Linked DNA regions of Mus musculus: all the other regions are linked to region 1. A link is a contact called in public HiChIP or PLAC-seq, Micro-C and promoter capture Hi-C data. All regions are on one chromosome and are shown on one strand. The core of a region is the stretch at or near the end of the contact, and the rest is flanking DNA. Distances in the headings are between cores, read along the strand shown. Region 1 holds the start of Rassf8 (Ras association (RalGDS/AF-6) domain family (N-terminal) member 8). Region 2 holds the start of Fgfr1op2 (FGFR1 oncogene partner 2). Region 3 holds the start of Bcat1 (branched chain aminotransferase 1, cytosolic). Region 4 overlaps Itpr2 (inositol 1,4,5-triphosphate receptor 2). Region 5 overlaps Itpr2 (inositol 1,4,5-triphosphate receptor 2). Region 6 overlaps Lrmp (lymphoid-restricted membrane protein). Region 7 overlaps Itpr2 (inositol 1,4,5-triphosphate receptor 2).

Region 1 (3,384 bases), core at 347-2,846:
TCCCACTGTATGCCACACCATCTCTTTCCAAATTAATAACTACTACTGAGCTTCGGGCATGTGTGAGCATTTCTAGCCCAAAGACTGAATTTTGTCCACTTCAGGCACTGCATGACAGAAAAATAGTGAAACAACATATGAATTTGCACTTCCAGGTCAATGTTCCGATGTCCTTTGCTGATTAAAAGCTATTTTTAAAGGTGTGTGGGTGCATTTTTTGAATCTGAGCCCAGTTCTTTCTAAACTTTTGTTACTCACCTCTGATTCATTTGCCTTTTTTCCCCTCGTTGTCTGTTGCCTCTATCATGGCCTGCTGCTCAGGGAGGTGGGGGTGCTGTTGCTGAATCACAGCTACTCAGGAAAAGCAATCCAAACTATGCCTTGGAGAATGCTCGACTTAGACTTCTTTCTCTTTTTTGACAGTCCCATTCTGTAGCCCAGGATGCCCTGGAACCAAAGAATGTAGCCCAGGCTGTTCTTGAATTTCTGGCAAAATTCCTGCCTCTCTCTCTCTCTCTCTCTCTCTCTCTCTCTCTCTCTCTCTCTCTGTGTGTGTGTGTGTGTGTAATAATATATGATTCACTCTTTGAGGTCTGATACTGCTTGTTGCTAGGGTAACATATACTGACCTCGAACTTGTGACAATCCTCTTTCCAGTGATCCCAACTCTTTTAAAACCTTTGTTACATTCGATTCATTCACTTCATTTTTTTTTTTTTTTAATCTCTCCTCACTTGCAACGGTCATCACTGGTTGCTGCGGTGGACATCAATTCACAGTTATTCTACAGGAAAAGCCATTCAAACCAGTCCTTGGAAAGGCTGGGCCGTTTCTCCCTTCTTTCCTGTCAGCAGACGCAGAGCGGTCAGCTGCAAGGTCTCACTGGCCTGGCGACCCCAAGCCTGCGAGCGACTGGAGGAAATGTTTAACCTCAGCCAGGCTCCGGCCCACCGGCCTCAGCGCCTCCCACAAAGCCGCACCGCGCTGTCCCGAACCTTGTCTGCAGGCGGGGCCGCCGCTGTAACCCGAGCTGGTGAGGGGTATAACACTGCTCCTCTCTCCAGCGCCGCGACCAGAAAAGGGGCGGAGCCTCTGGCTCTTGGCCCTCCTCCCTGGCCCTCGGCCCGCCCCCCTCTCAGCCCTGCATCCAGCTCTCTCCAGCTCTGCACCCTGCTCTCCCTTGCCCACCTGCAATCACGGCCCTCGGCCCCGCCTCCTCGGCCCTCCGCCCCTCCCTCCCTGGCCCTTGGCTCCGCCTCCTAGGCCTCCGCTCCGCCCTCCCGGGCCGTTCGCCCTGCCTCTTTGGCCCTCCGCCCCTCCCTCCCTGGCCCTTGGCCCCGCCTCCTCGGCCTCCGCCCCACCCGCCCAGGCCCTCCGCCCCGCCTCCTCGGCCCCCCACCACACTTCCCAGACCTCGTCCTCCCTGCCCCGGCGCGGCCTCCCCGGCTGGCTCGCTCTCGCGGCGGCCCTCATCCCGCCCCTGTGCGGGGCTCCGCGGCCCTATCGGTCCCGCCCTCCTTCCTCCGCCCTTCCTCCTCTGCGCCGCTGCGCACCGCCCTCCCTGCCGGGCCAGGCCGGCGTGCGCCCTCCCCGCGCGTCTCTCTGCCGGCTCAGCCCTCCGCGCGCCGCCCTGCGGCCCGGCCTCCTCAGCCCCGGCCCGCCGCTCGCCCTCCGCCGCCGCCGGCCGCGGCCGTCTCAGCCGCCGCCTCAGCCTGGGCGGGCCGGGCCTCCGCCGAGGGCCGTGCACCGGGACTACGAGGACGGGCTGCGAGCGCAGTAAGTACAACTTTCCCGGCCCGCGCCCCCCGCGGCGCCGCTGTCACCCTCGCGCCCTCACCTCGCCTCCCGAAAGTTGGCCCTGCCCGGGGTCGCCTCCTTCCCGGTGTCCTTGGCGAGCGACTTTAGAGGCCACTTTTGTGGGCGAGGGGAATGCGCGGTCGGCCCTCTCCCTCTCCAGATGGAAATCGGATGCTCGCCTGGAGGGAGAGCTTCCCCTCTGGAAAAGGAAAAGTGGCGGTTGGAAGGCTTCTGCATTTTGTCTGAACCGTAGCCGCCCTGCCTCCCCGGTGGCCAGCCCCTCCGGGGAAGCGAGTCGCCCAGAGGCGGCTTGCAAAGTTGGCTGCGTCCTGCACCCTGGAAACTTGCAGAGGGCAATCATAGGAGGCTCAACTTTAAGGGTCGGGGGCTTGGCGTGCGAGGCCGCTGCGGCCCGGTGGTGGGCGGCGGAGACCAGCTAGGGGCTGGGTTGCTCATTTCAGCATCGCCGAGCTGCCCGGGGTTGCGGAACCACTACTTTCCCAGCATCGAACAGCATCAAGGGCTCAAGCCCTTGGATCCTAGGTAGGGTTTAATCGCAGTCAGTTCTGGTCCTAATCTTTGGAGGCACAGAAGGAAATATGCAGGACACGTTTCCTAGCCTACTCCAGCTTGTCAGGTCAGCTCTGCCAACACATCAAAGCCTTGCGTTAAGGAGAAAAAAAAAAAAAATCCCTCCAACCCGCTGACAGCAGGGACGAACACTTAGATACCTAACTGTAGATTGGTGCTCAGCCATTTTTCATGAGACACGTTTTGTCCCAGGGAAGTATATTAAATATGTGGTGATCTCTGCGTTTCTGCCCAGTTTTGGGATGTGTATGTGTGTGTGTGTGTGTGTGTGTATGTGTATGTGTGTGGGGGTGTAGGTAGTTTTTCTTTCTTCTTTAAAAGTCTTTAATCTGTGGTTGCCAGGGGTTGTGATCGTACCTTGGAGGCACAGAAAACCGGCACCTTTCCTGTTTTGTTTTTTAAACCCAAAAACCTGTTCTTTGCTGGAGGCAATCGGGAATGTCAGCCCACTGCAGGGTGGGGGTGGGGGTGGGGTGCTGATAAACCCAGGAATCAGGGCTCCGGACAACTGCGCTAGCAGTTTGGGAAGTGGTTTGTGCTTTATCCTCTAGTGGTCATGTTAATGGTTCTTGTGATCGTATATATTTCCATGGGGAGCTACCCCTAAACCTCAAAAGTACACACGGCCAATACTCCATTTAAGAAGACTGGACACGCTTTGATGATTCTTCTACTGGAGGATCAGATTCAACACAGTGTAATTTGCAGTGTAGGTAATTAAATCTTTTCTAAAAATCCTCCCAATCAGTCACCCCTCCCTTGAAGAGTCTCAAGATGGTACTTTCCGTACCGGGCTCAATTGGCCATAATGGACTGAGATCTTTGCCATCAAGCCCTGTTTCTGGGCTACAGGAGCTTTGGGGGACAGCAGAGAGCCCCTAGAGGGAGCCAAGTCACGGGGCTGACTGTGCAGATAGGAAAGGTTTTCAGTTAGTGTCAGTGTCCTGGAGAGACTCAGTTCCGAAGGTGCCCATGCCATTCCTGGGGTCACACTAC
Region 2 (3,384 bases), core at 344-2,843, 830 kb after region 1:
CAAAGGGATGATGCCTTGGGTCCTGTTCTTCACCAGCATATCAAACTCCACATGCTGCCTACAGGATTCTGCCATGTATGGGCAGTGATCCACAACAAACACTGTTTTATGAGATTCAGAAAAAATCTTCATTTTGTTTTAACCTGTAAAAGGATAAACAAACTAGTCAAAACGATGACACATAACATTTATCATAAATGATTTCTCACTTAAGTGTGTTTTCAAGATTTGATACGGATCCTAAGTTCTGAGAATTTTGTGCAAAAAAGGCCAAAGTAATGGTGCCAGTTCAAAGAATATGCCACATCATACCATGCAGTCTATCTACCAAATGAAGTTAGTTCATACTTCTTTTTTTCTTTTACAAAGCACTTAAAATAGAAGAAAACATCTGTGCACATTGTATTTGATTCTTATGCCTACAAATCACAGATCTAATTCCTCAAATGTATTTATGGTGATCCTTGTTAGGGGCTAAGGGAAATCAACAGGAAAAGACTGACAGCAAAAGTACAACCCAAAATAGACACACATCTCCTACGGTAACTGCATATTGCGTCTTTCTATGGCTTCAAACTCATCCTCTCCCTCCACTTGCAATACACTACAGTAATTCACCACGTAGACCACAACAAGCAGATGCTATCCCATGCTGGCGAAGAGAAAACACTTCTAAAACTTTTTCTTATAAACACAGAACATGTGGTGCACTGCCCTGCTTCGCTCCTAAAATTTTACAGACCAAAAAAAAAAAAATTTTTTTTTTAAACCTACATTCTAAAGCACCTGGGAAACAGCAAGTGTTCAAGGTAACAAACCACCTTAGGGTCCCGCTATTACCTCCTGCTGCTCTGGAACGCACCGCCCCTCCCCGCCAAAGTCCCTGTCTGCAAACCTTCTGCACACACCTGACTGCAAGGGGGGTGGGGGGCGGCGAACGAGGTGAGTGGATGGGGAAGACCTCGGCATCGAGGTTCGCTTACTTTCGTGCCTGGTCCTGCAGTGAATGAACGGAGGCTGAGAGAGAAGGCGGACGAGGGTGGGTGGGGAGTCGGCGCACAGTCGGTCTGGTACAACCCGCAGAAGACTGACTGCCCGGCTCATCTCCCAACACTCCGGCTGCTTAAACGCAGGGGCGCGCGCATGCGCGTGCAAGCACAAGAGCGCACTCGGACTCGCGCGTGCGCACGGCGCTCTCGCACAGCCCCGCCATCTTCCCTTCTCCTTAGAAGCCACCAGAGGCCGAACCGGAAGAGGGCGGAGCAAGTGAGGGGAAAAAAAAAGCCTTTAACATTTGTTCCCAATCAACCGTAGGGAAGAACGGTCAGGACGACCCGAGAGATCCCCCCACAAAGTACTAAGCCACGGCCGGGACAAGCCAGCCTCGGCTCTGGACAGGCAGAGCCTACCCACCCAACCTCCCCTCTCCGCCTCCAGTCCGGGCCGGTAGCCCCTCGGAAAACACGCGAGAGTGTGCGAGCGGCAGAGCAAAACCTTGAGAGGGGGGCGAGGAGAGAAGCCCCGCCCCCTCCCCGTTCTCCAATCAACGGCCAGCCGTTTACCGGGGGTGGGGCCTTCGGGAACCAGCAGAGGGAAGTCTCGCGAGGCTTGTCGCTCAGCGGCTGCGGGTCGCGGAGGTTCTGGTCCGCCCGGGATGGGGCCGAGACGAGTGGGTTTCCCGTACGTCCCGCCGCTGTGTGAGCAGGACTGTGCGTCCGCTCGCTGAGCAGGCGCAGCGAGGGCGCGGAGACCACTCCGTGGGCACTCCACCTCGCGGGTGGTCGTCGCCCCAGGGGGACTGAAGCGCAGTGGAATAACTACACGCGTGGGCGAGCCTCTGAGCCGGGCTTCCTCTCTCCGTGCTCTCCCTGAGGTCCTGCCGGGAACTGAGGTACGGAAAGTTCCCTGAAAACCCTGGGCCTGCACGCCGCGGGACACCCCTTCCGGGTTCCCCTTCCTGCCACTCGGGAGCTCCGTGGGCGGTGGCCTGAGGGACTTGTCACTGTTGAGTTTACCTCAGCACACTTGACCGCGTTTGCGCCTGGGACTTAGCCACGGTCCTGAGGGAGCTGCTGGGATCGTTTGAGTCCCTCAGCGGCCTTCCAAATTCGGTTTCAAGTTGAAAAACTGGTTTTCTCCAGACAAATGTTTCAGAAGCTCCAAGTGTGTGCATTCCACCATTTTCAAGAACAGTGCAGTTCTCTGCTTTCAGAGTGATGTGTGTGGACAGGATGCTTATTGGTGTGTGTGGTCTGCACGCATTCTTTCTTTATCCCATTCTAAGGTTTTCTTTGAAAGACACATGCTTTTTATATTGCTACCAGCATCTGTGTCTGCTCCTCAAGAGTGAGGACTCTCTTTTCTTCCCGTCCTCCTTTCCAGAACACGGACCTCAGAACTGCCTACGTTCTGTATTCCACTCACACTGCACCAGGTTTTTTTGCTTCTTTCACTGTGACTGTTACAGTTGCCCTTCCTCCACCCCAAACCGGTGTCCCCGCCTCAGCCTTCCATACTTACTGTGACATGTATTCGCCTGAAACTTTTTCAAGTTCTAATTTAAGCATATCGATTCATCAGGGTTTTTTACCATCCTATCTCATCATATTTTACCTTTTCAGTGTCATCTTATTGCCACCCCTAATTCCTTTCCAAACACTGTGCCATGTGAGTCCATATAGTCTGCTAGAATGCTTGCTTTTCCTTCTGTCTTATCATCTATCAAAACCCAATTCATAGATGATTCTTTTTAGACTCCCTCCGGTGACATTGACAGTACAATGAACTCGGATAGCTCTTGACATAGTTTTGCAGTATTCATTAGGATGTATTATTTGTTCAATTACCTGTCTCTCCTGCCAGCTTGAACTTGAGTCTGGAATCATGTCTTATTCATGTTTAAAACAAATGCTATCTCAGTGTTGGCACAGAGCAAGCAATATATATATATATATATATATACACATACACGCACATATATATATTTATTTATAATGTCATTCTAAAGAATTTGATATAAAAATTCTGTCTCTTAGAAGTCAGAATATTAGAACCTAAAGGAACTTTTTTTAGGGTAAAAGCCTTTACTTACCTGCTTTGAACATGAGCAGTCATGTACTCCTAACACTTATGTAATTGTACTTTTGTTGTTAGTGGTTGGAGATTGTATATAATATCAAAAGCACATGCATGCACACACCCTATGTATTCAAATGACTCTATGTTAGTATCATGTTTGACAACTAGGATTTTATGTGATGCAAATGTTTTTGATAGTGCTCAGCATAAGAAAAATTTTACCGACTCTTGGCCATATGTTAGAAATAACTGGTTTGGGTTAGGTTAGTCCTTTTTTGGATTGTTAATTTGAACACACACACAGCA
Region 3 (3,384 bases), core at 361-2,860, 670 kb before region 1:
AAGAAAAAGACAAAGAAAAAAACTTTCCATCATTTGTCTCTGACTCAGAAAGCAAATTAAGATGAAACACACCACTCACCCCTGCACCACTCTCTCCCAACAAGGCAGTAAGTAGCCATCTTGGCTTAGCCCCCTTCATTAGTTATACAGATTTGAGCCTTGCCAAGGGGACCACAGCTGGGGAATTTAAACCCCTTGCTCAGCTGGCTTGTGGCTTCCAGCTTTTCCCTATACACAGACTGCCCATCTATGGAGTCTAGGAACTTATATTTTAAGGTAGATATATACAGAATGAACAAATGATTAAGAGAGATAGTGAATACATTAAATGCATGTGGATAAAATTATAAAGGCATATGATTTAGTGAGATAAGGTAAAGAATGTAAAGAAAAGGAGAGAAGAGAGGGGAGGCAAGGAGAGGAGAGAGAGATGAGAAGAGAAAACGAGAAAATTAGAAAACGAGAAAATGAGAAAACGAGAAAAAGGAAAAGAGAAAAAGAGAGAGAAAAAGAGAAAGGGTATCTATCTATCTATCTATCTGTCAGGGCTAGGAGCGAGGGCGGCACAGTGGGGATGGAGACGTGACGTGTGGATTCCCTCCAGCTAGGCTTGAGCAGTCTGAGTGTCTAACTTCCTCCGCCTCCTCAGAAACTGAAACGTGGCTCCGCTCTGTAGCTCCCCGAAACCCACGTTTTATTACTCGAATATTCCTTGCGGGAGACTAGGTGACTGCACAGCCGACAGAGCATCATTTCCCTTCGGAAAGGAAACTTTTCAGATCTGGCAGTTTTTCAGACAGCCAGAGCTCTGGCTCTGGAAAATATCTTAAAACGCCTCAGGCTGGCCTCTGGGCTAGCTATCTCAGATGATAATTAGAGTTCACCGCCTGCACTCTCTGGTCCTGAAGCTCGAGTGGTCCGTAACTCGGAAGCTTCCACTTGGAACCTGGACCTTAAAAGACAAGCGATCTGCTTTCGGCAGATAAGAGGGTCCTCCTCCCCCTTCTATTACAACTACCCAGAAGAGCGTCCGAGCATCCTCGCCAAACCCTATCTCTGGGCAGCTCAAACGCAACGATACGGTCCTTCTTCCCGCCTAGGGAGCATGTAGGAGAGGCGCTGTGGCATCCTCTAAATCTGGGTACCGCATTTACAGAACCAGGACAAGAACCGGAGCGGGAGCATCTGCGGGTGGATACGAGGCCAGATCCCCACGCTTAGTAGCCCAGGACGGGGGACAAAGCAAGTTGGTCCTTCCATCCTCCTCTCTCCACCCAGTGTCCGAGATATTCCGGGTGGGTGAGTAGCTGCATTCCAGCATGAACTTCAGCAATACGCTTACCTTCATTTCTCGTGGCTTGGGTCGTGGCTCCGGCTCCTGGGTGCAAATGTGAGTCTCCTCTGGAGGAGGCGGCTGTGCAGTGACACGTGGCGCTCAGGGTCGGTCGGCAAGCGCGGAAGATGGAGAGCTGGGCGCGCTCCGCTGCGGATTGCATCAGCAGCGACTGGCTCAGCCGCGAGCTACAGTCCGACCTCTGGCTCACTCCAGGGTGGAGACACTGATCCCCTCCAGTGATTTGTATCGCAGGAGGGGAGGTAGCAGAGGAGGACAAATCTGAAAGCGTCTTTGATTCATTTGCTACCTCCCCAGTCCCTCCCCCAATCATACGCTGTACTAGGATCTAGTCTCAGAACTGGGAAGTTTTAAGGTATATTTTGGATAATAAAGAAGAGTTTGGGTTTTTCCGTCTCGCTCTCACGCTCCACACCCCACAGACAACTCTCAAATACAACCACTCTTACCAACTCCTTTTCTCTCTAATTTTTATAACATTTAAATAAATATAATAGATTTTGAATAGGAGCGGGTGGCTAGATGGACAGGGACAGTGGTGGATAAGGGCCAACTGGCAGGAGCCGGTTCTCTCCTTCCACCATCTGAGCCCTGGATGGAACTCTCACTCTCAGTCTGTGGTCTACGCTCTGTAGTCGTCTCTTAGTTTGCATCCTTTGATGTGCACATACAGAAGTAATTTAATGTGAAATGGTCCTCACCACCTGATAACTTCCTTCCTGCGTCCACACAAGCCTCAGGCAAGGCTCCCACCGATGGGATTTCAGTTGAGGAGAGGATCTCTCTGAAAATCTGAAAACTTTCTTTTTAGTAAATCTAAGCAGAAGGCTTTGCTGTGAAATTTTCATTCTTAACTCCCTAGGAGAGAATAGGCTTTTCCCCGACCATGTTTTGCCTGTATCCTTTGTTTGTTTGTTTGTTTGTTTTAGATTTATTTATTATATGTAAGTACACTGTAGCTGTCCTCAGATATTCCAGAAGAGTGCATCAGATTTTGTTACGAATGGTTGTGAGGCACCATGTGGTTGCTGGGATTTGAACTCGGGACCTTCGGAAGAGCAGTCAGCACTCTTAACCACTGAGCCATTTCGCCAGCCCTATTTATTTTTTTAAAAATGTTTTCTTTCTTCTCATTTTTCTTTTCTGACTTATTTATGTGTGAGTTCACCATCACTGTCTTCAGATGCACCAGAAGAGGACATCAGATCCCATCATAGATGGTTGTGAGCCACCGTGTGGTTGCTGGGAATTGAACTCAGGACCTCTGAGAGAGCAGTCAGTGCTCTTAACTGCTGAGCCATCTCTGCAGCCCTTGTTTTTCTTTTCTGCTGCTTGGAATGAAACTGCCCAGGTGAACAATGAATAGCTGAATTATCCTGACAAATGTACTGAGTTATCTTTGCACCCAGCACAACAGCAACAACTTCTTCCCTTCAGAAGACTGTAGTCCAGATCGGTTTTAACTCAAGCAGCGCTGTGGGCTTTAAGTGGTGAGTGTAGACATCCTGGGTTATTGTTCATACGATGGAGCACTGATCCACAGTAAGAGGAAATGAAGCAAGGCGTTGAGCTGCCTGCCTGTAGTCCCAGCAACTCGAGTCTGAAGCAACACACACACACACAACACATGTGCACCACACACATACCACACACACACACACAACACATGTTCACCACACACATACCACATACACACACCCCCCACACACATACAACACATGTGCACCACACACATACCATTCACACAAATACACTCCACAGGCTCACACCACATGTCCACATGTCCACACACACACACCACAACAACAAAAGCAGTTATGTGTATACCATGGACAAACCTTGAAAACATTGTGCAGTTTGAAAAGAAGCTGGTATGTGGTGGCCAATCTGGTGAATCAGTGCAAGACTTCCTAACTTGGATGTCTAAGATTTTCTAGGTCTGGGCTATGGCTCAAGCACTAGAGTGCTTGCCCGAATCCACCCAGCCCTGAGCTCAGTCCCTCGGTCACCTGGGTAGTGAGGAGAAAGGA
Region 4 (3,384 bases), core at 648-3,147, 660 kb after region 1:
CCATTGGTCAGGCAAACGTTATATGCCCCAGTACAGGGGAATGCCAGGGCCAAAAAATGGGAATGGGTGGGTAGAGGAGTGGGGGGGGGGGGGGCTTTTGGGATAGCATTGGAAATGTAATTGAAGAAAATACAAGAAAAAAAAGAAAAAAAAAGAAAAAAACTGAATTGTAAGTCAGGCATGGTGGAGAGAGAGAGAGAACTTTTGTAATAAACACTAACAGAGCATCTTTAAGGAGAAAACTTTGTGGCCTGTGCTATTTTAGGCAAGACTCCTATCCCTGGCCACCAACCCTGTGACCTCAGAAGGAAAATAAGACATAAATAAGGTCAGCTATACTACAAAGCAGAATTTGACCAGAGCTAGGAGAAAGAAATGAATAATTTGTAAATAACATAGGTCACAGGAGGGATGGAGTGATCTGTGATGAGCTAATTTATATAAGAATTATTCCTGAAGGCTGGAGAGATGGCTTAGTGGTTAAGAACATTGACTGCTCTTCCAGAGGTCCTGAGTTCAGTTCCCAGCAACCACATGGGGGCTCAAACCATCTGTAATGGGATCTGATGACCTCTTCTGGTGTGTCTGAAAACAGTGACATACATACAGTACAGTATACTCATATGCATAAAATTAAAAAAAATAATTATTCCTGGTGTTCAAGGAAACCATTAAAGGGCAGGTTGAATTTTAATCAGGAGATAAGGGAGAGAGATCACCACAAGTAAGAGAAGTAGGACTAATTTGAGTTTGCAGAACCTCTTGTGTGATGTTTCTTTAAAAATGCTTTTGAGAGTTCATTCATTTAACTTCACAATTCCCCTTCTGAGAAATGTTCTTAATCCTTAATTCTTCACAGATGAGATGTGGGCTACTGACGGGAATGTCACACAGAGCCATGTGTGACAGGTCTGAGGAATGCAAGCCACACCCCAAGAGACTGCAACATCTCCTCTCCTGCCTCCAGCAAACAGAAAGGTGTGAGCCAAAACAGAACGACTCCACAGATAGGCTCTTATGCTGAAGGAAAGATTTCCCGGGACCTCAGAGGCTTTTAAGCTAAAGGGAAGATCATGCCGCACGAAAGAGGCTGTTAAATGAATGATGTTTACATCAGTCTTATATGTTTACAGTCATCAGCATCTAAGTGTAGAAACTGCCATGGAAAGATATGCTTATCTTGATTCCCAAGTTGTGATGCCTATAACCGGGGAGGAGAGGTGTCACTGTGGGGAAATGACCCGAGTTCTAAGAATATTTCATGCATTTATAAGACCGTGAGATAGCCAAGATCAAATTCAGGGTCCACAAGGTGGAGAGAGTGGATGAGAGAATGTAGTGGTTACTGGCAATATCGACAGGTAGCCTTCATCAAAACACACAATTAAAGTGCAGTGTGCAGAAGAGAAAGTCAGGTCGCCACAAGAGTCTCGCTAACTGTACCGAGTCAGATGCAGGATGCCAGCAGTCTTACACTCACACAACAGAAGGAAACAGACTGAAATCACAGAAGCCCATGATTCACGCTCATAGTCTTGCTTTCTAGTCCTTTGGGGGTGGGGGTGAAGGTGGGGGCACAAGTGGGTTCCTGAATGCAGGTGCAGTACTTGTAGAGACCAGAAGAGGGCACCAGACCCTTTGGCAACCTGAGCGAGGAGCGCCAACCACACTGCAGGTCCCAGGGATAGCCGTCATCTGCTTAAGCAATCTCCCAGCTGAGCCATTTCCCTAGCTAGCTGCTGTTGTTTTGCTTTTGGGGTTTTGTTTTAGTTGGTGTTTGTTTCTTTTCTTTTTATTTATTTTTTTTCTAGAAAGTGTCTTCTATGTGGGCCTCAGACTCAACTTTACAGCTGCTGCTGCTGCAGACAATCCTGGCCTCCTGCCTCCTCACTCTCAGAGCATGGGACGCCAAGACTGTCCTCTTCCAGCACTTTAGTGGTTTTTTTTATTAACTGTTCCTAGGAGTATTGGAGTTAGGAAGTAGGGGTTTAGTGCCATCTAGTGGACGCTTGACCTAGTTACAAACAAATAAGCGAGCCCATTTTCTTCACTGGGGTGTGTGTGTGTGTGTGTGTGTGTGTGTGTGTGTGGTGTACATCACTCACTTCTTTTTTTAATTGACACTGTATTTCACTGGCTTAGAGCCCTCCTGATGGGCTAGGCTGGCTGGCCACAGAGCCTGTCTCCATTTACCCAATGGTAGGATTACAAGCACAGGCCCCCACGCCTGGCCCTTCTCAGGTAAGTCCCGAATGGCAAGAACCCCGTGCTTTCAAGGCAAGCAGCTTATTCACTGAGCTCTCCCCAACTCCCAAGTAAGCTACTCTAGAAGGAAATATGACAGCCAGGTGTGGCGGCACGCACTTGGAAGGTGAGGCAGGAGTATCAGGAGTTCAAAGCCAGTCTCTGAAAAATAGCAAGTTCGAGTCCAAACAAAATGAGACCCTGGCTTGCCAAGCCAAAGGCCATGTGAAATCTTTAACAAAATTATTTTACATTCTTTGCTTTGTCTTGCTTTGGAAAGAAATACCAAGTTGTTGCTTTAGTGACTGAGCTCCACAGTGTGGAAATGTCTGAAGCAGTGAATGGGGAGCAGAGATGCCCGAGTGTTGCCCTTCCCACGGGGCAGGATTGGTTCCAAGGCTGTGTTAGCCGTTCCTCAGATGACGTTGTTTTCTCTCCCACAGGCACGGTCCCGAACTTAAGGTCTCTAAGTCACAGCGTCTGCACAGTTGTACAGTCCGCATCTGCCACCTTCACCTTGACTGACTAACTCATGTGTCCCAAGGAAGTGACATTACAGAGAGACAGGTGACAAGTCTGCAATCACATAAAGTCCAAATGTCTGAATTACCCGTCCTGTAATTAAATGCTTATTTCTACATTTCAACCCTGGTTTTCTGGCCCTCTATGTTTCTGGAAAGTTAATCTGCATCTTCTAACACTGTGTGGCGAGTCTCCTCATGCTGAGGAAGGGCATCTTTTAACCTCGGCTACTCATGGTCTTGCAGAATAAAACCCACGTGTATCCTCCAGTGCTGTCCTAAGCGTTGATGCTTTCTACATTCACCATAATGTAGAGCCTGGTCTTCAGTGGCTTACAACTGTGCATGCTCGGTGTACAATCGCTTGCTGAAGCCCCACTGCGCATGCTCGGTGTACAAGCGCTTGCAGAAGCCCCACTGCGCATGCTCGGTGCACAATCGCTTGCTGAAGCCCCACAGGAAGTGCTCTGCTTGCCTTGGACTCTGTTTCTACAACAATCATAAGCTCATCGTGTTCTTCTGAATGACTTAACTTCATAGCTGAATGCTGGTTTAACGGGTTGTGCCTGGGAACTGTGATCATAACACTGTAGGGTTTCTTTCTCTTTTCTGTTCTTAG
Region 5 (3,384 bases), core at 244-2,743, 600 kb after region 1:
TAAAGGCCTGAAGCACTTCTGCTCTCTGGCTGAAATGCTTGAAGAGCAGCTGCAGGGCTCCGGACAGCAGCGGAGCATAGTCGTGCATGATCAGGTGGATGAGGACGCGTAAGAACGTCCTGCCTCCTTCATCATCAAGCTGAACTGGAGTTTTTTCTTTTCTATAAAACCAAAAGTAATTCTAAAACAACAAATTACATGATATCTATATTAAAGTCATTTCAATTATATCACGTTTTTAAGCGTTTATCCCTTGTGTTCCCAAAACAGGAAATTAAAAGGAAGACATTGTTGCTTCTTAATCTCCTATCATTGATGGAGGGACAGGGACAAAGGTGGTTCCTGGAGAATCTCAAGAGTCGATCAACAACACAGGGAGGTGCAGGCATTCAGTAATCCCAAGATCATTCTTCATTAATTGTTAGTTAGCATACAAATAAAGGAGTGGGGTTCATTATCACATTTTCATAAGTAGATCATTGTTCAAATTTTCCCACTATCTTCTTTGTCTTCCTTGCCCTTCCACTCGTCCCCCTTTATCCCTCAGAGTCCCCCTTTTGAAATCAACCAATGGCTGGTTTCCCCCAGAGCCCAAGAAATCACCACGTGGCAGTTGGGGAGGGACAGTCACAGTGCACAGCCATCACCCCTGGGGCTCTGTGTGCTTGGCACAGTGGGACTGGGAACAAGATTCACTGGGTGAAAGGTCTATCTGAAGGCATGCGTTGCTGCTGGTGCTGCACCGTGTTCTGAAGCACATACTCAGATGGCTCTGTTATAGGTGGCAGTTGTGCAATTGTGCCAGTCTGTATAGCCTAGCATATGTGTTATGCAATACATGTGGGTTCCATAGGTGGGAGGAAGAGAGAGATGACAGAGAGACAGATTACAGATTCATAGAGATAGGACACAGACAACAGATAGATGTACATATGGATGAATGATAACTAGAACTGGTAGGCAGAGAAGTGATAGCTCAATAGATAGTTGCACTCACAGACAGATAATTGATACACATGATACATAAATATACATAGATAATAGGCAGACAGATGATTTTTAAATAATAGGTATAGAGAGATATATAAATAGAGGATGGATACATAGATGATAGAGAGACAGACTGACAGAGTATAATCTATTGATTCTTGGATCAGGGCTAACAAAGCAGCACAAAAGTAACTGAAGCAAAGGAGAAGTAATACAGTCAGGAGACAAGGTATGTAAGCCGCGGTTGTGCATTCTCTCTCTCTCTCTCTCTCTCTCCCTCTCTGTCTCTCTCTCTCTCTCTCTCACACACACACACACACACACACAGAGTCACATACACATGCATATATACACACAGAGACACACAGAGTCACATACATACTCTTATACACACATACCAACATACATACACAGATACACATAGAGACACACATACAGACACACACAGAGTCATGCATATACACACATACTCTTTTACACACACACACATACATACAAACACACAGATACACATATAGACTCAAACAGACACATACACAAATGCATACTCTTACACACAGATACACACAGAGAGACAAAGTATACTCAACACATAAACCAGTAACTATCACTTGCAAGTGCTACATTCTGCGTGTGACTGCACATGCCACACACTGACACAGCCAGCTGTGTGGTGGTTCCCACACACTTCTCCAGACTCCTGACTAACACACTGTGATCTGACAGCAGGGTGGCTATGAGGTCACTGTCTCCGGGAATCTTTCAGTTCTTGCTATTTTACACCTGGGGTGTCACTGGCCAGGGTCATTATGCAGCTCATGTCTGCATTTGACAATAAAATCACAGGAGCTGGAGAGATGGCTCAGTTAAGAGCACTGACTGCTTTTCCAAAGGTCCTGAGTTCAATTCCCAGCAACCACATGGTGGCTCACAACCATTTGTAATGAGTTCTGATGCCCTCTTCTGGTGTGTCTAAAGACAGTGACAGGACAGTGTACTCACATACATAAAATAAATAAAATTTTTTTTAAAAAGAAAAGTCTGAAAAGGCTATATTTTAAAAAAAGAAAAGAAAATCAGACTGCCTTTATCTTTTTGCCCCAGAATAATAAAATATTGCAATAGAAAATCATAACAAAGGCCAGTATCACAGCAGAAAATAAGCTTACACCAAATGTTCACTAAACAGTAAGTCTTTGGGGGCTCCGGTCCTCCCTCCATTCCCTCCCCAGCCTCCCTTCCCTCTCTCTCACCCTCCTCCCCTACACAGAGTCACACTATGTAGCCTAGGCTAGCACGGAACTGTGGATCTTGGGGTTCTGTTAAACCTTAATTCTTGTTCCCCTTTCTAGAAAGGTACAGGGTAAACATTTTGTCTCCTCGGGCTACCTGAGGTCTGTAATAAAAATGAACTTCAGTAATTCTGAGATGTACTTTCTCATTGTGGTTGCTCTTAATCCATTTCTGAAAAAGAAACTTCACAACAATACACGCCAGGGACATGGTAGCAAAGGAGAGCACATATCACGCACGGGTTCCTGAGGCGCCTTACTTTCTTCCATCATGGACACTTAAGGATGGAAGAAATGCCTGGCTTCTCCTGCATAAAGCTAAAGACAACATCAAAAGAAGCTACTTTCTTGACTTGGTGAAGTGATGTGTTACAATGTTTATATAACAGAGCTAAGGACATTTGTATTCTCATCATCTAAGGAAATAAAAGCTAAGAATTCTGAGAGAGTTAACTATGCGGACCCGATTTCTGCCAGTTTTTAAAGATGGCTTAAATGAGAGTCATCTTTTTTCCTCTAGAATAAATTTAAAGCTTCATTTATGGGAGAAATTATGTTATCAGCAACCAGGGTATCTAAATATGTGTAAAAAGATGAATGATAACAAACTACGGATAAAATTCTAAGTGAGATATACTCATATATAAGATAAACACTCATTACAGTACCTTCCAGCGAACATTGTTTCTGCCTGAGCCGCAATCTCGTCGATGTCAGGGACAAGAGCTGTGAAGAAACACAGTGAACATTTTTATTTTGTCTTAATTCACATTATATTCACTTACTCAGACATATTTTTTTTATCTTAATGCCTTTTGTGACATTGAATGCTAATAGTTCACAAAATTACACTATGGCTCCACTCAAACAGTGTAATGCTTTATCAATTTGACACAACCTAGAATCACCTAGGAACACATTTTCAATGAGGAACTGTATAAAGTGGGTTAGCCAGTGGGCAGTGTCAGGGACTGACTTGATTACTAAATGTTCCTTGATGTGGGAGGATCCAGCCCACCATGGGTGGCGCCATTCCCTAGGCATAAGATCCTGAATTGTTGAAGAGTGCAGAAGCCAAGCTGAGCACAAGGATGTACATTTG
Region 6 (3,384 bases), core at 434-2,933, 570 kb before region 1:
TGACTGAAGGATGAGGTGGATGCATGTTAGAAGTTCGTGCGTGCCTACATTACGTCTTTAGGGTTGAGGCAGGCCTAGTTCTTTCCAATAGTTATCAATGTTGGGGAGCAGGCTGTGCCCCAAGCCAAGAGCTCCATCCTAGCGTGCATCTAAGGCAGCGCTATTTGGCACTCAGAGACCAGTGTCCCCTGAACGAAGGAGAGTCTCCAGGCCCCACTCAGTGACCACCCTCTCCGTCTGTGCCCTCCCCACAGCTGCAGCTCAGTGGCTTCCTGGGTCACTCACCTGCAGGCGTCCTTCAGAAGAGCCAACAGAGCACTCTGGCTCACGGGGCTCATCATCATACTGATCGCAGCGCTGATGAGCTTCCTCACAGGTCAGCTCTTCCAGACAGCCGTGGAGGCTGCGCCCACACAGGAGGGGGACTCCTGGCTGTCTCTAGAACACATCTTATGGCCATTTACCAGACTCGGGCATGATGGACCACTGCCAGTGTGACTGACGTGCAGCTCAATGTACCCTTGGATTTTAACGTTTCCTTCTGAGATTTGTAAATTGGTAACTTTTTTTTAGTAACTATAGTGCAAAGCTAGGGTCCTCAGCAGCTGGGATCTTTTTATTCCCCAACAAAAGCACAGGGGACTACAAAAGGGAGGGGACCCCACCTAGGGTATTTTAATGAGCTTTCTGAGTGAGAGGCATCAGACTTTATTGAGATGTATCCAAATAAAGACCATTCAAATCTTTGTGCAGTGTGGCTGGAACGCCTGGTGCTCTTAAATCACTTTAGCGGCTGACTGGAAAGATACCTGATTCCTCTCGGTATAAGGGTCCACCATGCTTACACACGCTGTAAGGGCTAGGAATAGCTAGGAATAGCTGAGGACGCGGATAGACAGCAGCATGTAGCACACTGAGTCGATGAACTGGCAGTTCGAATGCCTGACCCTCTCCATTGCCACGGGGGAGGCGAAGTCCTTCATCATGTGGTACAAGGTGGAGTGGAACTCGGTGCCCTCCCTGAGGGCCTCCGAGAACTTGTCGTTCTCTTCCTGCATCTTGAGCATCTGCGCTCTGTCACCACTGAACATGAGGAGCGACCAGGTATGGTGCTCTGTTTCTTCTGACAGTTGTTCCCTCACCTAGAAAGAGAACGTGAATTCTGGGATTGCCAAACATACACAAGGAAGGAAGATGGAACTGCTGGGTACCCAAATTACCCAGCTTGCAGATAAGTCTCTCATGAGGTAGACCAGGCTGGCTCAGCCTCCCCAGTGCTGGAAGGAAAGGAGCATGTTGGCAAACATAGCAAAAGGCACTCTGCGTGCTGTGGTTCTGAACTGCTTTAAACCATGAAGCATCTAGCAAGCATTGGTTGGTACCCGGGTGCCTATGCTGTGCCCAGCTACCGCTCTGGGAGATGAGGGCGCAGCGGGCACCCAAACCAGAGACACTGGTTGCATCAGTGAGACCCAGCTCTCAAGGAGGCTGTACTCAAGTAGGGAGCAACAAGGAAAGCTTTACAGCTTTACAGCTCATGGGTGGAGTTCGGGAATGGAGCTGGGGGGTGGAGCTTGGGCGGAGCTCAGGGGCGGAGCTCAGGGGTGGGGCACTTGGTACACAACGTGTATGAGACCCTGGCTTCCCACACAACTCGGAGAGAAACTCAGTCAACCTTGAGCATGAAAACAGTGTCCTTCCTACTCATACACAGTGATGTGTCAGAAGTTATGCTGAATGCCTGGCCTCCGTAGAGGGCTATGAGCCACACAGACACTCCCACACACATGGTTTTCCTGTTTGCTCTGGAGTCAACACAGACACAATGGCACGGCATTTGGCACTATAGTGGTGAAGGTCTGAGAGGCTAGAACTCAGAACTTGAGAACTTGGTTTTGAATGCTCATTTCACATCTTTGAGAGGTGGAGGGGGCCACACCCTCCCTCCCTTCTCGGGTGTTTTCTAGGTTCTGGGTTTGCACACTTTACCCGAATCACAACCCTTGTGGAATTGCAGACCATGTTCCACTTGCTCCAGCCAAACGAGAAGGCAGAGCTCAGCAGGGCCATTTGCCGATAGGCCTTCAACTCCACCTGGGGTACCTGTCCACGGGAGGATACGTACAGTCAGTCTTACAATGTCCCGCAAGCGTCGTCTCCATCAGACCTCTCTGTAGTCTGTCCTTCAGACAGAAGGGTTCGTTTCAAGGTTGAAATCGGATTCTGTGGCTCTACTCTCAAAATTAGGCAATGGTTTTCCCTTTCTGCACACCCCCTAAGGTGAAGAGTGTCCACTAAGGCTGTTGTGAGCTGACCTCTGTGAGCCGACCCCTACCGTTGCATCCTTCCTAGCCTAGCGTAGGCAGAGCAGACCAGACCGAGGGCTGCTCTCCCAGGGTGTGGCTGCAGCTGTGCTTTCCACCTAGCGAGCCTCCTCCCCAACACCCCCTGAGGCATACCCACCTCACTCTCCAGCTCTGATGGCCACACACCTTGCGGTCCAAGGCTCTACGCGGCACCCTGCTGAGGACTGTGTGTGGTCCTACTTTTCAGGACCATTTCAATTATGTTCCTTTCTCTGGTAGAAGGTTGCTCCCAGGGCAGGGGCAGGAACAGAGCAGTAAGTACAGTTAACTCTGCAAACCTTTCTACCTATGCATTTACGTCCAGACCCTCAGGACACGATTGACAGGTGTTACGCAGTTACTGACAGGCGAAAGGGCCCCAGAGAGTGGTGGCGGTGTTCTTGGGTACAGAGCTCTTCTGCCTACAAATCTGAGCACTTGCGTTTCCATTTATCACCACGGGGCTTTACCAGGTGCCTGCACTCTGGGGCCAGGCTGGCTGCTAGAGCCATCTGCAAGCCCTATTCTCTAGGAGCCCCAAATTCACACAGGAACTCATGAGCCAAGTCCCTGGAGCAGCACAGAACAGCACACAGCCATGGGGACGTGTTTGTGTGGGCTGGTGGTCCCTGCATGAAAACGAAGACAATGCACAGCAGTGACGGTGTGGACCGCAAACCCCCCTCACCACACTGCTGATCTTAGCTGAGAGGAACCTGGGTTCCTGGTGTTTTCCCTGACACAGTTGAACTGCAGCAGCGTCCTTGGTTCCCACTACATTAAATTTAGAGAGATACATTCTTGCCTTATTGTTGATGACCACATAAAAATGGGAGTATACAGCAGGGAAGATGTTCAGCCCGGCCTCTTTCAAAGCCAGAATGAAGGGTATAGGAGCCATCCATTTTCCTTTTAGATGAAACTCGAGTCCCTTGCCCCTCAGTTTCACTGAAGCCAGCATGCAGAGGTTTTCCTGAGTTTCAAGAAGAGAAAGGAAACCATTATTCCAGCTTTAGTGCTCTTTAGACCACCTCTGAAA
Region 7 (3,384 bases), core at 556-3,055, 520 kb after region 1:
GACACTAGCCTTTTCGGGAGAGCTCCGGGTCTGGCTGAGAAACCTGTGTCTGGTATGAAAGAGCAGCTGGGATGATTCCTGATATCAACCTCCAGCCTCCGCATGCACCCATGCAAGCCTGAGTCCACCACACACATGCAAACATGCATATACACACATGTGCACCAGACACATGCACATGAATATTAGATAAATTAAATCAAAAGCAGACCTCCTGGGACCCGCATCCCAAGGATAATTAATCAGCATTGCCCTAAATTGCAGCCGTGGGTGTGAACCGCTCGCACACTGTTGGTGTGGACCACTTGCACAGACATGTGAAACACTCAATGGTCTGTTTGAAACCCATATCCCATCACCACTAGCAGCCTAACCCTGCCCTGCTACCCTTTGGTCCAGTGGAACGATCATGCCTCCTACAAACATGCATTCTGCTGACAGGAAAGTAAATCACACACGTGTGTCGAATGTCCCGCCTAAGTCAGATCATCTATGAAAGAGCTGATTGTTATAATCTCATTTTGAGTGTGTTAGAAAACAACACGCAGAATCCACATATGTACGATAAGGTTGGAATAAAAATGGGGATTTCAACAAACTCCCATCCGGAGGTTTTAACGAATAAGAGAAAAATAAAAAGACCTTTTGCAAGAGGGAAAAAAATGAACAACATTGGTTTTGTTACAGTTTAAGAGGAACCTACCCAAAATCACAGAACTGAACAGCTAATCCCTGTTGACACAGCAGAGTGGACTGAGTCTGGGCTTCAGGGCCTTTGATTTCTACTCACAGCCATTAGCATCGGTCTGACTGCTGAAATCCTGCAGGCAGGAAGCCAGAGGCGGTCAGGAGAGCTGAGCCCAAGTTGGCTGTATTCTGGGTTCTCTGTGAGGCCCCAGGGAAGATAAATGAACCCTCAGCCTCTCTCCCTACACCGACCGACCGCTGCCTTCCTGCAGACTCCAGATCTCCTTCTGAGAGATGCAATCTGAAGTCTCAGCCATATAATAAGGGTGAATTTCTGACTGGTCCCAATTCCACAACTCTCACAAAGAAAGTAAAATCTGCCCAAAGTTTCTAACTTCAGATAACCTTCTAGGTTATCTGAAGAGCCGGAAAGATGGCCCCACAAGGACAAAGGCCCCAAGGGTCTGGCACCCTCCACGGCCCATGTGGATACCTGCATATGCAGATGCACATACACAAACAAAGATAAAATAAAAATCTTTTAAAAAGAAAAGTCCACTTGAACTCATAATTTAATTTTTTCTCACTAATGTTCCTTAAAATTTGCAAATTTCCTTTTTCCTTCATAGACCACGCATTGGGGGAAAATACTGGTTGCTACCTACACAAATTCCCAAAAATAATGTCCAGTATGTTACTTTTGTAGTAGTAGTAGGAATAGTTGTTGTTGTTGTTGCATTAATTGCTGAATCATCATAAAAATATTTTTAAGTGATGTGGGACAAGTTTTTCTAGTGAGGAGGACTGAGTTGCTTCCCTCCACTTCATTATTTGTCCGTATTACATAATACTTAATTTTCTCTCTTCAGGAGCATAATGAGATACAGACAGACAGACAGCAAATGTCCTTGCTGGAATTAGTGTGCACACTCATCAGTTATGTGCAGCCGATCAACATCTGCTTTCTAGTACAGAGCGGCCAAAGCTTCTCTCACGCAGACTCACGGATCCTTCAGAGCAACTGAATTTCAGGCAATGGCATTGCACAGCACGTGACTTGTCTCCAGTGAAGCACAGCGCCAGACACTGCAGGAGTTACATAACCACAGGCTGCTGCTGGCAGAGCCGCCTCAGTGGCTCAGCCGTCCGTGTCTCCTCCAACCACACCCTGCAGCTCTGATATGCAGTGTACACATGTGTTGTCATGTGCCTGGGGACTTTCTTGGCAGTGAACACAAGACACGGTTTCCTGCCTACCAGTAGGGAGAGGTCTTTTTTAAAAGTGATCACACTGTATACAGATCATATCAGGACAGAAGTCACCACAAGCCACAGCAAAAGCAGGTGTCAAATGTACACTGTACAACTCTCCCCCTGCCCTTTCAAATAAACTTTTAGATTGTGGCTACATTGGGATAATTTATTTAAGATGTTATAGTAAGTATAACCAATTGTCAATCATAAGTGTTTCTCCAAATGTGAGCCCCAAGGAACAACTAACTCCAGACACACATGGTTTGTTCCCAGCGCTTGGACAGAACACGCACTATCATGAGATATCATGAGTATATCTAGTTTCCTGGTGATGCTACTCTGTTAACGCTGAGCTCACATGAGTGTGGTGAATGTGACTGAGCATCTACGCACCCCCAGGCCTTCTCTTATGCTAATGCTGGGCCCTAGTGAAAAAGCACTGAATGCCAAATGGACACCTATCCTTTTCTGTATTCGAATTCTCATTCTAAAAAAAAAGTCTATCTACATACAAAGATCCTGAACCCAGGTATAAAGCAATCAATGTGTGCCTGCTATTTTCAAAAACAAGAGCTTGGCAGGCAACCTGCGATGGTATGAACTTGACACATGAAGAGAAAGCAGAGACTACCCACAAACACACAGAAGAAGTGACAAACATGTGTTTTTCAGGATTCCAAGATGCACCTATGTCTTTATTAAATACCAAAGTAATACCGAAGGAAGCGATTTAATATTACAGTAGCTAAAATTAAACAGGGGAAGAGTTGTTTAAAATAACACCAATGACTAGAATTCTGAATAAAACCTGAACTAGATTTAGGTAGAAACAGTTTTGATCTCACCTGGCTTGAATATTTAAAATTATATAGTGAGAATTCAAAGTATCAATGAGAAGAAATGAAAACATTTATATAATTTAAAGGTTTGTACTCAGCTACTCCAAGAGACATCATTTATGGAACAGTGACGCCTACTGGTAACTTGTGATATTGCATCTCAATTGTAGCCCTGCTCTATGGTCTGCCCACTGACATCTAAGGAGGCAGGGAGGCCATATACACAGGTGTTGAAGTTGGAGCAACCAAAATATGTTATAGACACTCAGAAGTATGTCACAAATAATGCTATTAGTTTGTGCAAATAATTTATGCTTAAAAAATGAATCCAGGCCTGACAAGATAGGCAAGTAAGCCTGGTTCAAACCTAAGCTTAATCCAGCCTCACTCACAAAGTTGTCCTCCTCCACAGCACCCACTATAGTAAGTGATTTTCAAAAGATTTCAATGTAAATATTGCTACCAGGAGGTGAGCCATGAAGACAGGGACCAGCAAGAGAGCAGCATCCTCAAGTCCCTATGGCCTGCCCATCACCAAAGCTTTCCAAAGCCCAGGTCTCCACGCCCTCTCTTCTATACCTTCTGTCTGATACATTTTAGTTTG

The links. Promoter capture Hi-C pulls out the DNA fragments that hold promoters and counts their contacts. Hi-C and Micro-C count contacts between places; a contact is called where the count stands out from the background. HiChIP or PLAC-seq counts read pairs in DNA pulled down with a chosen protein or histone mark.
Region 2: a contact with region 1 is called in a Micro-C map of embryonic stem cells, with 10 times the contacts expected there. The contact joins the promoter of Fgfr1op2 here to the promoter of Rassf8 in region 1. A contact is called at or near these places in 1 of 39 promoter capture datasets (hippocampal neurons), 2 of 484 Hi-C or Micro-C datasets (both in embryonic stem cells), 1 of 115 datasets of contacts at active chromatin or transcription factors (bone marrow-derived macrophages) and 1 of 9 other capture datasets (adipose tissue).
Region 3: a promoter capture Hi-C map of hippocampal neurons shows a contact between it and region 1, with 2.4 times the contacts expected there. The contact joins the promoter of Bcat1 here to the promoter of Rassf8 in region 1.
Region 4: an H3K27ac HiChIP or PLAC-seq map of the NIH/3T3 cell line shows a contact between it and region 1, with 3 times the contacts expected there. The contact joins the enhancer-like site here to the promoter of Rassf8 in region 1. A contact is called at or near these places in 6 of 39 promoter capture datasets (the 3T3-L1 cell line, 3T3-L1-derived adipocytes, cranial neural crest and 3 more), 2 of 484 Hi-C or Micro-C datasets (the N1E-115 cell line and adipose-derived mesenchymal stem cells) and 4 of 115 datasets of contacts at active chromatin or transcription factors (the NIH/3T3 cell line, bone marrow-derived macrophages and embryonic forebrain).
Region 5: a promoter capture Hi-C map of pre-B cells shows a contact between it and region 1, with 2.7 times the contacts expected there. The contact joins the enhancer-like site here to the promoter of Rassf8 in region 1. A contact is called at or near these places in 7 of 39 promoter capture datasets (the 3T3-L1 cell line, cranial neural crest, hematopoietic stem and progenitor cells and 3 more), 1 of 15 datasets of contacts at CTCF or cohesin (large pre-B cells), 1 of 484 Hi-C or Micro-C datasets (bone marrow-derived macrophages), 2 of 115 datasets of contacts at active chromatin or transcription factors (bone marrow-derived macrophages and embryonic stem cells) and 1 of 9 other capture datasets (adipose tissue).
Region 6: a contact with region 1 is called in a Micro-C map of embryonic stem cells, with 4 times the contacts expected there. The contact joins the enhancer-like site here to the promoter of Rassf8 in region 1. A contact is called at or near these places in 1 of 484 Hi-C or Micro-C datasets (embryonic stem cells), 1 of 115 datasets of contacts at active chromatin or transcription factors (embryonic stem cells) and 2 of 9 other capture datasets (adipose tissue and liver).
Region 7: a promoter capture Hi-C map of pre-B cells shows a contact between it and region 1, with 4 times the contacts expected there. The contact joins the enhancer-like site here to the promoter of Rassf8 in region 1. A contact is called at or near these places in 13 of 39 promoter capture datasets (the 3T3-L1 cell line, 3T3-L1-derived adipocytes, the C10 cell line and 9 more), 3 of 484 Hi-C or Micro-C datasets (the N1E-115 cell line, adipose-derived mesenchymal stem cells and bone marrow-derived macrophages), 8 of 115 datasets of contacts at active chromatin or transcription factors (T-cell acute lymphoblastic leukemia, embryonic basal ganglia, embryonic limb bud and 5 more) and 2 of 9 other capture datasets (embryonic stem cells and liver).

Annotation. Positions count from the first base shown.
Region 1 is chr6:145,745,191-145,748,574 of GRCm38.p6, forward strand. Rassf8 (Ras association (RalGDS/AF-6) domain family (N-terminal) member 8) reads left to right here and starts at 1,597. Exons shown (of 5, transcript NM_027760.3): 1 at 1,597-1,776. It overlaps Gm15704 (a long non-coding RNA gene), which reads right to left and starts at 3,184. Exons shown (of 4, transcript XR_869590.3): 1 at 1,838-3,184; 2 at 630-844; 3 at 259-447.
Region 2 is chr6:146,576,318-146,579,701 of GRCm38.p6, forward strand. Fgfr1op2 (FGFR1 oncogene partner 2) reads left to right here and starts at 1,594. Exons shown (of 7, transcript NM_026218.2): 1 at 1,594-1,891. It overlaps Ints13 (integrator complex subunit 13), which reads right to left and starts at 1,518. Exons shown (of 18, transcript NM_138757.2): 1 at 984-1,518; 2 at 1-143. The coding sequence starts at 132.
Region 3 is chr6:145,074,547-145,077,930 of GRCm38.p6, forward strand. Bcat1 (branched chain aminotransferase 1, cytosolic) reads right to left here and starts at 1,611. Exons shown (of 11, transcript NM_007532.5): 1 at 1,343-1,611. The coding sequence starts at 1,348.
Region 4 is chr6:146,408,399-146,411,782 of GRCm38.p6, forward strand. All of the region lies in intron 9 of Itpr2 (inositol 1,4,5-triphosphate receptor 2), which reads right to left. Among named protein-coding and RNA genes, the nearest start is that of Itpr2, 92 kb to the right of the region's middle. Within about 2 kb of position 1,898, at least 171 of the 459 cell types and tissues checked have an H3K27ac peak or open chromatin away from gene starts, as enhancers often do. A contact at or near this core is called in the N1E-115 cell line, the NIH/3T3 cell line, bone marrow-derived macrophages and 1 more, where this site is marked.
Region 5 is chr6:146,347,073-146,350,456 of GRCm38.p6, forward strand. Itpr2 (inositol 1,4,5-triphosphate receptor 2) reads right to left here. Exons shown (of 57, transcript NM_019923.4): 24 at 2,951-3,008; 25 at 1-161. Among named protein-coding and RNA genes, the nearest start is that of Gm35596, 130 kb to the left of the region's middle. Within about 2 kb of position 1,494, at least 5 of the 459 cell types and tissues checked have an H3K27ac peak or open chromatin away from gene starts, as enhancers often do.
Region 6 is chr6:145,174,183-145,177,566 of GRCm38.p6, forward strand. Lrmp (lymphoid-restricted membrane protein) reads left to right here. Exons shown (of 19, transcript NM_008511.4): 19 at 255-746. The coding sequence ends at 498. Casc1 (cancer susceptibility candidate 1) reads right to left here. Exons shown (of 16, transcript NM_177222.4): 14 at 3,151-3,318; 15 at 1,990-2,103; 16 at 690-1,142. The coding sequence ends at 870. Among named protein-coding and RNA genes, the nearest start is that of Gm15543, 6.4 kb to the right of the region's middle. Within about 2 kb of position 1,684, at least 52 of the 459 cell types and tissues checked have an H3K27ac peak or open chromatin away from gene starts, as enhancers often do. A contact at or near this core is called in embryonic stem cells, where this site is marked.
Region 7 is chr6:146,269,521-146,272,904 of GRCm38.p6, forward strand. All of the region lies in intron 37 of Itpr2 (inositol 1,4,5-triphosphate receptor 2), which reads right to left. Among named protein-coding and RNA genes, the nearest start is that of Gm35596, 51 kb to the left of the region's middle. Within about 2 kb of position 1,806, at least 182 of the 459 cell types and tissues checked have an H3K27ac peak or open chromatin away from gene starts, as enhancers often do. A contact at or near this core is called in 3T3-L1-derived adipocytes, the N1E-115 cell line, T-cell acute lymphoblastic leukemia and 8 more, where this site is marked.